Regions from separate parts of the Callithrix jacchus genome. Here region 2 is linked to region 1. A link is a contact called in public Hi-C data. All regions are on one chromosome and are shown on one strand. Each heading gives the region's core, a stretch centred on a gene start, on an enhancer-like site or on the middle of the called end of the contact. The rest is flanking DNA. Distances are from core to core; before and after follow the strand shown. Region 1 overlaps ACOT7 (acyl-CoA thioesterase 7). Region 2 holds the start of ACOT7 (acyl-CoA thioesterase 7).

Evidence for each region. A called contact is a pair of places that touch in the nucleus more often than the background predicts.
Region 2: a Hi-C map of skeletal muscle shows a contact between it and region 1, with 3 times the contacts expected there. The contact joins the promoter of ACOT7 here to the enhancer-like site in region 1. A contact is called at or near these places in 3 of 3 Hi-C or Micro-C datasets (induced pluripotent stem cells and skeletal muscle).

What each region holds. Positions count from the first base shown.
Region 1 is chr7:44,247,121-44,251,230 of calJac240_pri, reverse strand. All of the region lies in intron 1 of ACOT7 (acyl-CoA thioesterase 7), which reads left to right. Among named protein-coding and RNA genes, the nearest start is that of ACOT7, 37 kb to the left of the region's middle. Within about 2 kb of position 1,735, at least 6 of the 16 cell types and tissues checked have an H3K27ac peak or open chromatin away from gene starts, as enhancers often do. A contact at or near this core is called in skeletal muscle, where this site is marked.
Region 2 is chr7:44,283,732-44,287,841 of calJac240_pri, reverse strand. ACOT7 (acyl-CoA thioesterase 7) reads left to right here and starts at 1,827. Exons shown (of 10, transcript XR_013519756.1): 1 at 1,827-2,322.

The sequences.
Region 1 (4,110 bases), core at 486-2,985:
GTCCCTGCCTTCATCTTCATTTGGACTTCCTGTGTCTCATGTCATGATTTCTGTGCTCCTATAAGGGCACCACTCGTTGAGGGAGGGCTCTCCCTAAGGCTCGGTAACCTCATTTGAGAGTATCTGCCAAGACCTCTATCTAAGTAAGGTGATGTTCATAGTTTCTGTTAGGACTCAAACACATCTGTTGGGGGACACAGTTCAGCCCAGTACTCAGGGTCCATGGGGCTTAGGTAGGACTCCATCTTGAGGGGACCCTGGGGCACAGGAGACCTGGACAGCCCTCAGGTGTCTGCTAAGAGGCCTGGGGCAGGAGCGGCTCCTCTGATTGCCAGGCTTCCCTGGATTCTTCCAGGCGCCCTCGCTTTCCACTCCTGGAACACATCCTCTGCCCCACTCCTACCTTGGGACTGGCTCAAGCCACCCCAAGGGACGCTGCTGCAGGCGGTCTTGGGACGAGTACTGGCTGGTCCTCTGGTGTGATGAGATCTGAGTTTTGAGCTGTGCCTTGAAGCATTTTTAAAGAGCACTGATTAATGTGAACAGGTTGAGATGGTTTAAAGGCATCCAAAAGGCACACAGAATCTCTCCGAGGTCCCACTCAATAGCTAGTTTCCTCCTCCAGGGTCCATGGAGGCCTCTGGTTTCCCACACTCCTTCCTGGGATGGTTTTCCCTGCACCCCAGTGTCCCCAGATGTGTCCCTGTGCATCTGGAGTTTTGGTGGGTAGTGCCAGGTGCTCTCTGTGAGGGGGTGTTGGCTTACACTCCCCTATCGTAAATGGTTCCCTATCCTTCACAGAGGGTGGGTCAGACGTTGCTGGGACAGGTACAGCAGTGGAAAGGGCAGGTATACCCGGTGAGAACTTCCGGATCCCTGAGAGTTCCAGATGCCTTACTGGGAAGTTGAGTCTTTCTTGTGTAGATAGGAGAGGCCCTGGAGGGTGTGAATGAGGGAGTGACTTGGCTAGATTCCTGCTTAGGAAGAGTCACTCATGGGCTGTGCAGTGAGGGCCAGCTAGGATCTGGGCAAGGCCAGAGGCGAGTGCAGAGGCCACGCAGAGACCCTGGGAGGTGTCCCCCCAAACACTATCTGATTGGCAGTTCCTGGGCTTCAGCCTCACAGCCTCCTTTCAGGATGGATCCAGACTTTGTCCCAGCCCTGAGGCCCTGCATGACAGCAGCGTCCCTATCTCAGGGCTTCTCTTCTTCACCCCCTTTTGGGCTGTGCGCCAGCTTTGTGGGGTTGCTTTCTGTTTCTGGAGCTCACTGGGCACTCCTGGCCTTGGGCCCTCAAACACTCCCTCTCCTTGTAGCCTTCTCTGACCTCTGCTCCTGGCTCATCCTCCAGGAATTGGCCAAGGTGTCATTTCCTCTGGGAAGCTTTCCCGGAGATCAGGTGGGGCCGTACCCTTCTGGGAGTGGCTCCTTGATTCATGTGTGCTCAGCTTCCTCAGAGCCCTGCTCATCAGCCAGTTGCTCCCTCCAGAGGGGACACTGTCCGAGAGTGGGGTGGCTGAGAATGGGGTGGCAGCATCAGCTTCTATTCACCTCGGGCCCCAGCACTGGCCACTCAGGCTACAAGGGATAGACACGCATGGTTCCAATCTGGGACAGGAACAGCTGGAACAGAAAAAGGGCAGGGCTATGGGTGCGGGTGACATTCCAGACCTGCAGTCAGCCGGGGCTACTGCCTACCAGGACCCTCCAGTGGAGGATAGTGTGGGCAGCGCTCGGGGCCAGCCCTGGAGAGAGAAGGCAGCCACGAAGAAAAGGCCCCGCCCTAGGCAACTTTCTGTCTTTCCCTGAAGTTTCTGGGGTCAGAGGAGGGGGAAGAAGTGTAGGCTTGGTGTGGTGGGGCTTGGGGAGGGGTAGTATGTCAGACTCAGCAGCAATCAGTCCTCCAGAACCTGGCCAGGCCTGTGCCGCTGCCTATGTGTGGTGTTCACGTCTTTCTTTCTTTAGTTTTAGATAATTTTTAACCCCAGGAATACTAGTGACAAATGTATTTCTTTTTCTTTAGAGACAGAGTCTTGCCCTGTCACCCAGGCTAGAGTGCAGTGGCACCATCTAGGCTCACTTCAACCTCCGCCTTCCAGGTTCAAGTTATTCTCCTACTTCCGCCTCCAGAGAGCTGGGACTACAGGCGCCAACCACCGTGCCCAGCTCACTTTTTTGTGTTTTTAGTAGAGACCAAGTTTCATCATACTGGCCACACTGGTCTCGAACTCCTGACCTCAAGTGATCCACCCACCTTGGCCTCCCGAAGTGCTGGGATTACAGGCATGAGCTACTGCGCCTGGCCAGACAAAATGTATTTTTTTTCTTTTTTCTTTTTAGTGACAGTCTTGCTTTCGCCCAGGCTGGAGTGCAGTGGTGTGGTTCACTGCAACCTCTACCTCCCTGGTTCAAGATATTCCCCTGCCTCAGCTTTCCAACTAGCGTGTGGTACTACAGGTGTGTACCACCACGTCCAGCTAATTTTTGTAGTTTTTGTAGAGACAGGGTTTTGCCATCTTAGCCAGGCTGGTCTTCAACTCCTGACCTCAAGTGATCCACCTGCCTCGGCCTCTGTAAGTGTTGGGATTATTGGTGTTTGCCACCATGCCCAACCTGTATTTCAATTTTTTAATAGTAAAGAGGGGCCGGGTGCAGTGGCTCATGCCAGTAATCCCAGCACTTTAGTAGGCCGAGATGGGGATCACCTGAGGTTCGGAGTTCGAGCCCAGCCTGGCCAAATGGCAAATTCTGTCTCTACTAAAAATATAAAAGTTAGCCAGGTGTGGCGGTGCGTGCCTGTAATCCCAGCTATTCGGGAGGTCGAGGCAGAGGAATCACTTGAACCCAGGAGATGGAGGTTGCAGTGAGCCAAGCTCATGCTACAGCACTTCAGCCTGGGTGACAGAGTGAGACCCTGTCTCAAAAAACAAAACAAAAAAAATAGTACAGAGGAGTGTGAAGTGCTTTCGGTCCCAGTGTCTTTATTAGAAATGGGAAAACAAAATTTCCAGTGAGAGGCTGCAGCTTCCCTGGCTCCCCTGGGTCTCACCCCTGCCTGCGTGGAGACGGAGGCAGTCATGACCCTGTCTTGGACACTCTTGGCCTTGGCCAGGCCATGGGGTGGGGGCCTGAGAGAGTGACAGAGCTGTTTATGAGTCCTGGAGGCTGGAGGGGCCCAGCTGTTCCTAAGCTGTTTGGAAGAAATGAGGGGGGTGGGGAGGGGAAGAGGAAGGGGCCAGGTGTGGAGCAGCTGGTGGTAGATGGGAAGGAATCCCAGCTGAGGTGGGGACTCACTGGTTGCCCCGGCTTAGAGTGAAGGCGTTTGATTTGGGGGCAAGCGGGGAGGGGCAAGTGAGTTGGGCTTTGGGCCTCATGCGTTGGAGGTGACAGCACAGTCCCCAGGCAGGAATAAGGTCCTGTGGGGGAGAGGGTTGTGTCTGACTGAGAAGGCAGAGGCTGGCTTCCTGGGTGGCCAGCTGGGGAGTTAGGATGGTCCTTGGTGCAGGACCCGGGTGCCAAAGGAAGGCGGCCAGTCTCATGGGAGCTGGCTGGTGTGCAGTCTTCAGTTCCTGGTGGGTGCTCCTGATGGCCCAGAGCCAAGTGCTGGGCCCTCACTTGTTGCCAGGTGGTTCCGGGCTCTACCCCGGCCTCAGGCGCTGTCCCTGGCCTTGTGTCTCAAAGCCTACCCGCCAATCTGTCCTGTCTTCAGTGCCTACCGCATGAAAGCACTTCCTCCGCCGCTGTGGCTCTCGGCCCGCGCTTCCTCTCCCTGGCCCTGAGGACCAGCCTGACGTGTGTGGCTGCACTTCACAGACAGGCAAAGCGAGGCCGGCTGAGTCATTCAGGCTGCTCTGGAGGCCGGCTCTGGCGCTCCTGGGAAATGCTGGGCTGATGTTTCCTCACTGCTCTAGAACCAGGGGCTGGGCCCTGCTCTCCACACCCACCCACAGCCTCGGCTGGTGTCCCCAGGACAGGCCTGCATGGAAAGGGACCCTCTGGCCCCTGCAGCTGGTGTGGGAAAGGCCCTTTCTGCTAAATGGAAGACAGATTTAAAGGGAAGAGGTGGATAGAGTCATTTTGTGATTTATAATTGGCCACCTTGTAACTCAGA
Region 2 (4,110 bases), core at 578-3,077, 37 kb before region 1:
GCCTTCCGGGACTATGGGTGCAGGCCCCCATGCCAAGCAGATTTTAAATGGAATGTTTGTAATGCAAGCACATCTATACAGGGAGTGTGGGGTCTTAGTAAATTCTGGCTGCACTCACAGTTGGAGAAGAGCGGAATAGAGAAACTGAAGGTTTGACGAGGAGGAAGAAAGGCCCTAACTCAGCCTTCCAGGTAGTCCTCACAATGGACAGGAAGAGATCTATCACTTCCATATCACAGGTAAGGAAACTGCCAGGCCAGGAACAGTGATGCACACCCATAATAATAGCACTTTGAGAGGCCGAGGCAGGTGAATCACTTGAGCCCAGGAGTTCAAGATGAGCCTGGGCAATGTAGTGAGGATCCTTCTATACAACAAAGTACAAAAAGTAGCTGAGCATCGTGGGATGTGCTTGTGGTTCCAGCTACTCAGGAGGCTGAGGTGGGAGGGCTGCTTGAACTCTGGAGATTGCACCACTGTACTCCAGCCTGAGCGACAGAGCCAAGACCCTGTCTCAAAAGCTTTTTTTTTTTTTAAAGGGAAATTATCTTGCCTGCAGCTCCAAATCTAGTTACTGCTTCCAACCATTTCAGGATTCAATTGCGAAGAGGTGGTGTTTAAACAGTCTTGCAGGCTGTTGATCAACTTGCTTGCATCAACTTGATTCTCATGAGAAAACAAAATTCTGTGGCCAGCACAGTGGCTCACACTTGTAATCCCAGCACTTTGGGAGGCTGGGACGGGAGGATCACCTGAGATCAGGAGTTTGAGACTAGCCTGGCCAACATGGTGAAAACCCATTTCTATTAAAAATACAAAAATTAGCCAAGCATGGTGGTGAATGCCTGTGGTCCCAGCTACTCGACGGGGAGAATGAGGCAGGGGAATCGCTTGAACCTGGAAGGCAGAGGTTGCAGTGAGCTGGGATCACACCACTGCATTCCAGCCTGGGCAACGGAGCGAGACTCCGTCTCAAAAAAACAAAACAGAAAAAGGAAATTCGTGGTGTAAAAAAAGTCCTGAAATCACGGAGTTCTGACCTGGGCTGCCCCTGCTCCTGGGAGTTATAGACCATGTTGTGGGCTGCCTTCACGGTCCGGTAGCGGTGACCAGGATGAGGTACAGTTCCTTTAGAGCTACCTAGCTGAGTGTAAAATGGCTTGTTCAAATTGCACTGGGGAGCTGGAGTTGTGTGGGTTTTCATTTAAAGATGTGAGTACAAATCTATGTGTACTGTGGAAATTCGGAAAAGGTCAAACTGGCTAGGAAGCAAAAAGCTGACATTCCAGCACGTGGGTGCGGCCGCTTCTCCCCTCTAGGATGTTTTTTTGGTGGATTTATTTTTTTTTTTTGGTGACCCCCAGTAGCCTGGACTCCGTTCCGGGTCACATCCGTGTGCTGTAAAACACTGCATGTTTCAGGGTTCATCGCTGCAACACGTGCACCTCCAGGCTGGCGCTCAGCGCTGCCGGGAAAAGCCGCATCCGGCAGTGTGAACAGGCGCGGGCCTTTCCTCCTTCCCACCTCGTGACGCTTTGTGCCGCTGCAGCAAAACCCCGTTCCATTCCCCGTGTGCGCGCCCGTGTGCTTCCCGGCAGCCGCCACCAATGCTCCTTTCCAGGAAACAGACTTCCATTCTCTCTTAGGGCGGATCGCAGAGAGCCGCGGATGCGGGCGACCGGGGCCCGGGTGGGGTGGGGGCGGGGTGGGATTCGGGCCAGACAGTCAGGCGCCCCGGCCGGACCTTCCGCCGTGACCTCATCCGGTCGCCCAGGCACCGGGCGCGGCAGCGAATCGGCGGCGCGGGCGGCCGGGAACGCCCCCGCACAAATATTTACCGCCGCGCGGAGAGCGAGGCCTACGTCCGCTCCGCCTACGCCACTCGGCCGCTTCTCTCCGGACTGTCACCGGGTCGGACGCGGCCTCCACGGCTCGCGGGCCTTTCCCGTGCCGGCGCGGCCCAACCGCCACAGATCCTTCTGGAAGCGGCGCCCGCCGCGGCCCTCACGGCGTCAGAACCGGACACACGCGCGAGCCCGCGGCGGCCTTGGCGGCCCGGGGCACGGGAAGCGGGGCGGGGCCTGCGCGGGGGCGGGGCCTGCGCGGGGAGGCCGCGTTAGATTCGCCCCCGGCGCGCAGGCTCCGCCTCGCCGGCGCCATGGCTCCGCCTCTGCCCTCCCCCTCTATGGCGCCGCCCCGGCTCATTCATTCCGCGCCGGGCCTGCCAGACACCTGCGCCCTCCTGCAGCCATCCGCCGCCGCCGCAGCCGCCAGCATGTCGGGCCCAGACGTCGAGACGCCGTCCGCCATCCAGATCTGCCGGTAAGAGAGGACTCGCGCGGCGCCGGCACAGGCCACCCGGCCTACCCAGCTCGGCCCTGCGGTCCCCACCCGCCGAGGCCGTCCCCAATTCCCGGCACGGCCTCCCGCGCCGCCGCCCAGGACCCCGCCCGCCAGCGGCCGGGATGCGCCTTGCGATGCAGCACAAGCAGGGCGGTCCCCGCCCGCCTTCCGCCGGCTCCTCCCAGCCGCCTCTTGAGGGCGGCGGTTGCGCCACCGGCCATTTGGGCGAGAAAGCCGGGCAGGGACGGGGCGGGTGGAGGTCCGTGCACAGCTCCAGAGCCCGGCGGCCGGCGCCCGCGGGCTGCCCCGCCCCGGGCCTCGCCCGAGCATCTCGGAGTCTCAGCCCCGTGGTCCTGCTTAGCCTCCTGGAGCATTCGGGATCGTTACCTCGGCGGTTGTGCTGCGCCAACCAAAGCCCCCAGAGGTGAAGGAGAGGTGCCCAGAGCCGGGCGAGCCCCTCGGTGGGTGCCTCCGTGGGAGGAGGCTGCAGAGCTACCGTCTTCAGGGCACTGCTTCGGTTTAGGGGAGGGCGGGTGTTGAAAGGAAGAACAGATAATACTGTTTGCCACTGACAGTTTACTATCAAGAAAAGGGAATCAGTGGTCTGTTGGGCCTGAAAGCATCTTACACAATAGGGGCAAAGGGTTGTCCTTCTAGGGCACCCCCCCCCCCGCCCCCGCCGGCTTCCTCCACCGGGTACTGAGTAGATAGATGCAAGCCCCCAGCGGAAGCTGGAGGCTGGAGATCATGAACAAGCTCATTTCCCATAGGAGGTGGGGAGGGCAGCCTCAAGGTTACTCTGCAGTTCCCTTCGGTAGAATCGGAAGCAGATGCAGGCTGGCATTTGTGCATGAGCTAAGTGAGGACAAGGAGTCTAGGTTTTCAGCCACTGCACATGGGCACTATGGACTTCGACCGATCCTACCCTGCTTGATGAACTACCAGTAGTGAGAGCTGCTGTTTTGGTGGTGGGTGCCTCACGTTTGGGAGTTGGGCATCACAGATTGACCTTGGGCTCAAGCCAAGTCCAAGAAAAGCAAGTAACGTTCCCGTAGACATTGACCTCTCCCGGAAGGCTCGGCATATAGCAATATTCCTGGGTCAATGGACATATAGCAATATAGTCCTGGGTCAATGAAACTCCTTGACCCTCAGTCTCAGGCCCTCTTCTGGGCTGGTCGAGGGCCTTTCCTGCCGGTTTGATTTTTCCAGAGAGGCATCATCTTTGTGCGGAGCCCTGCCCTTTGACTTTGGCTGTGTGGCTATCCTGGCCCCATCACCTCTGGAGGTGGGGAAAGCGGAGCAAACATAATGGAAGTAACTGGAGACAGACGGCCTGCATCAGGTCTCTGAATCAGCTCTGCTGAGTATTGGCTGGGAACCTTGGGCTCCCTGGTTTGCAGAGTTTATACCTGTCTGATCTCACTTGGTTTGCCCAGCTTCCCTGGGAGGTTGATGGTCAGGAAGGCCACCTCTACCTGTATGGAGGAGGAAATGGCGGTTTCAAGAGTTGAATAATTGTGTAAAGTCATCCTGCTCCAGGAGCTCCAGGGACAGCCCCGCCCAGGTCTTCTGACTCCAGATCAGTGTTCTTCTCACACCTCTCCTGAATGAAGGAAGTCTTGGTTTAAATCTACCTGTGGAAGGCTGGGCTTTTATTTACTTCTTCAGGATGATGAATAGCCAGTTCATACATGTTATCTCTTTTCACCCAGGTTCTAACAGTTACTAGATTTTTTTTTTTTTTGAGACGGAGTCTTGCTGTGT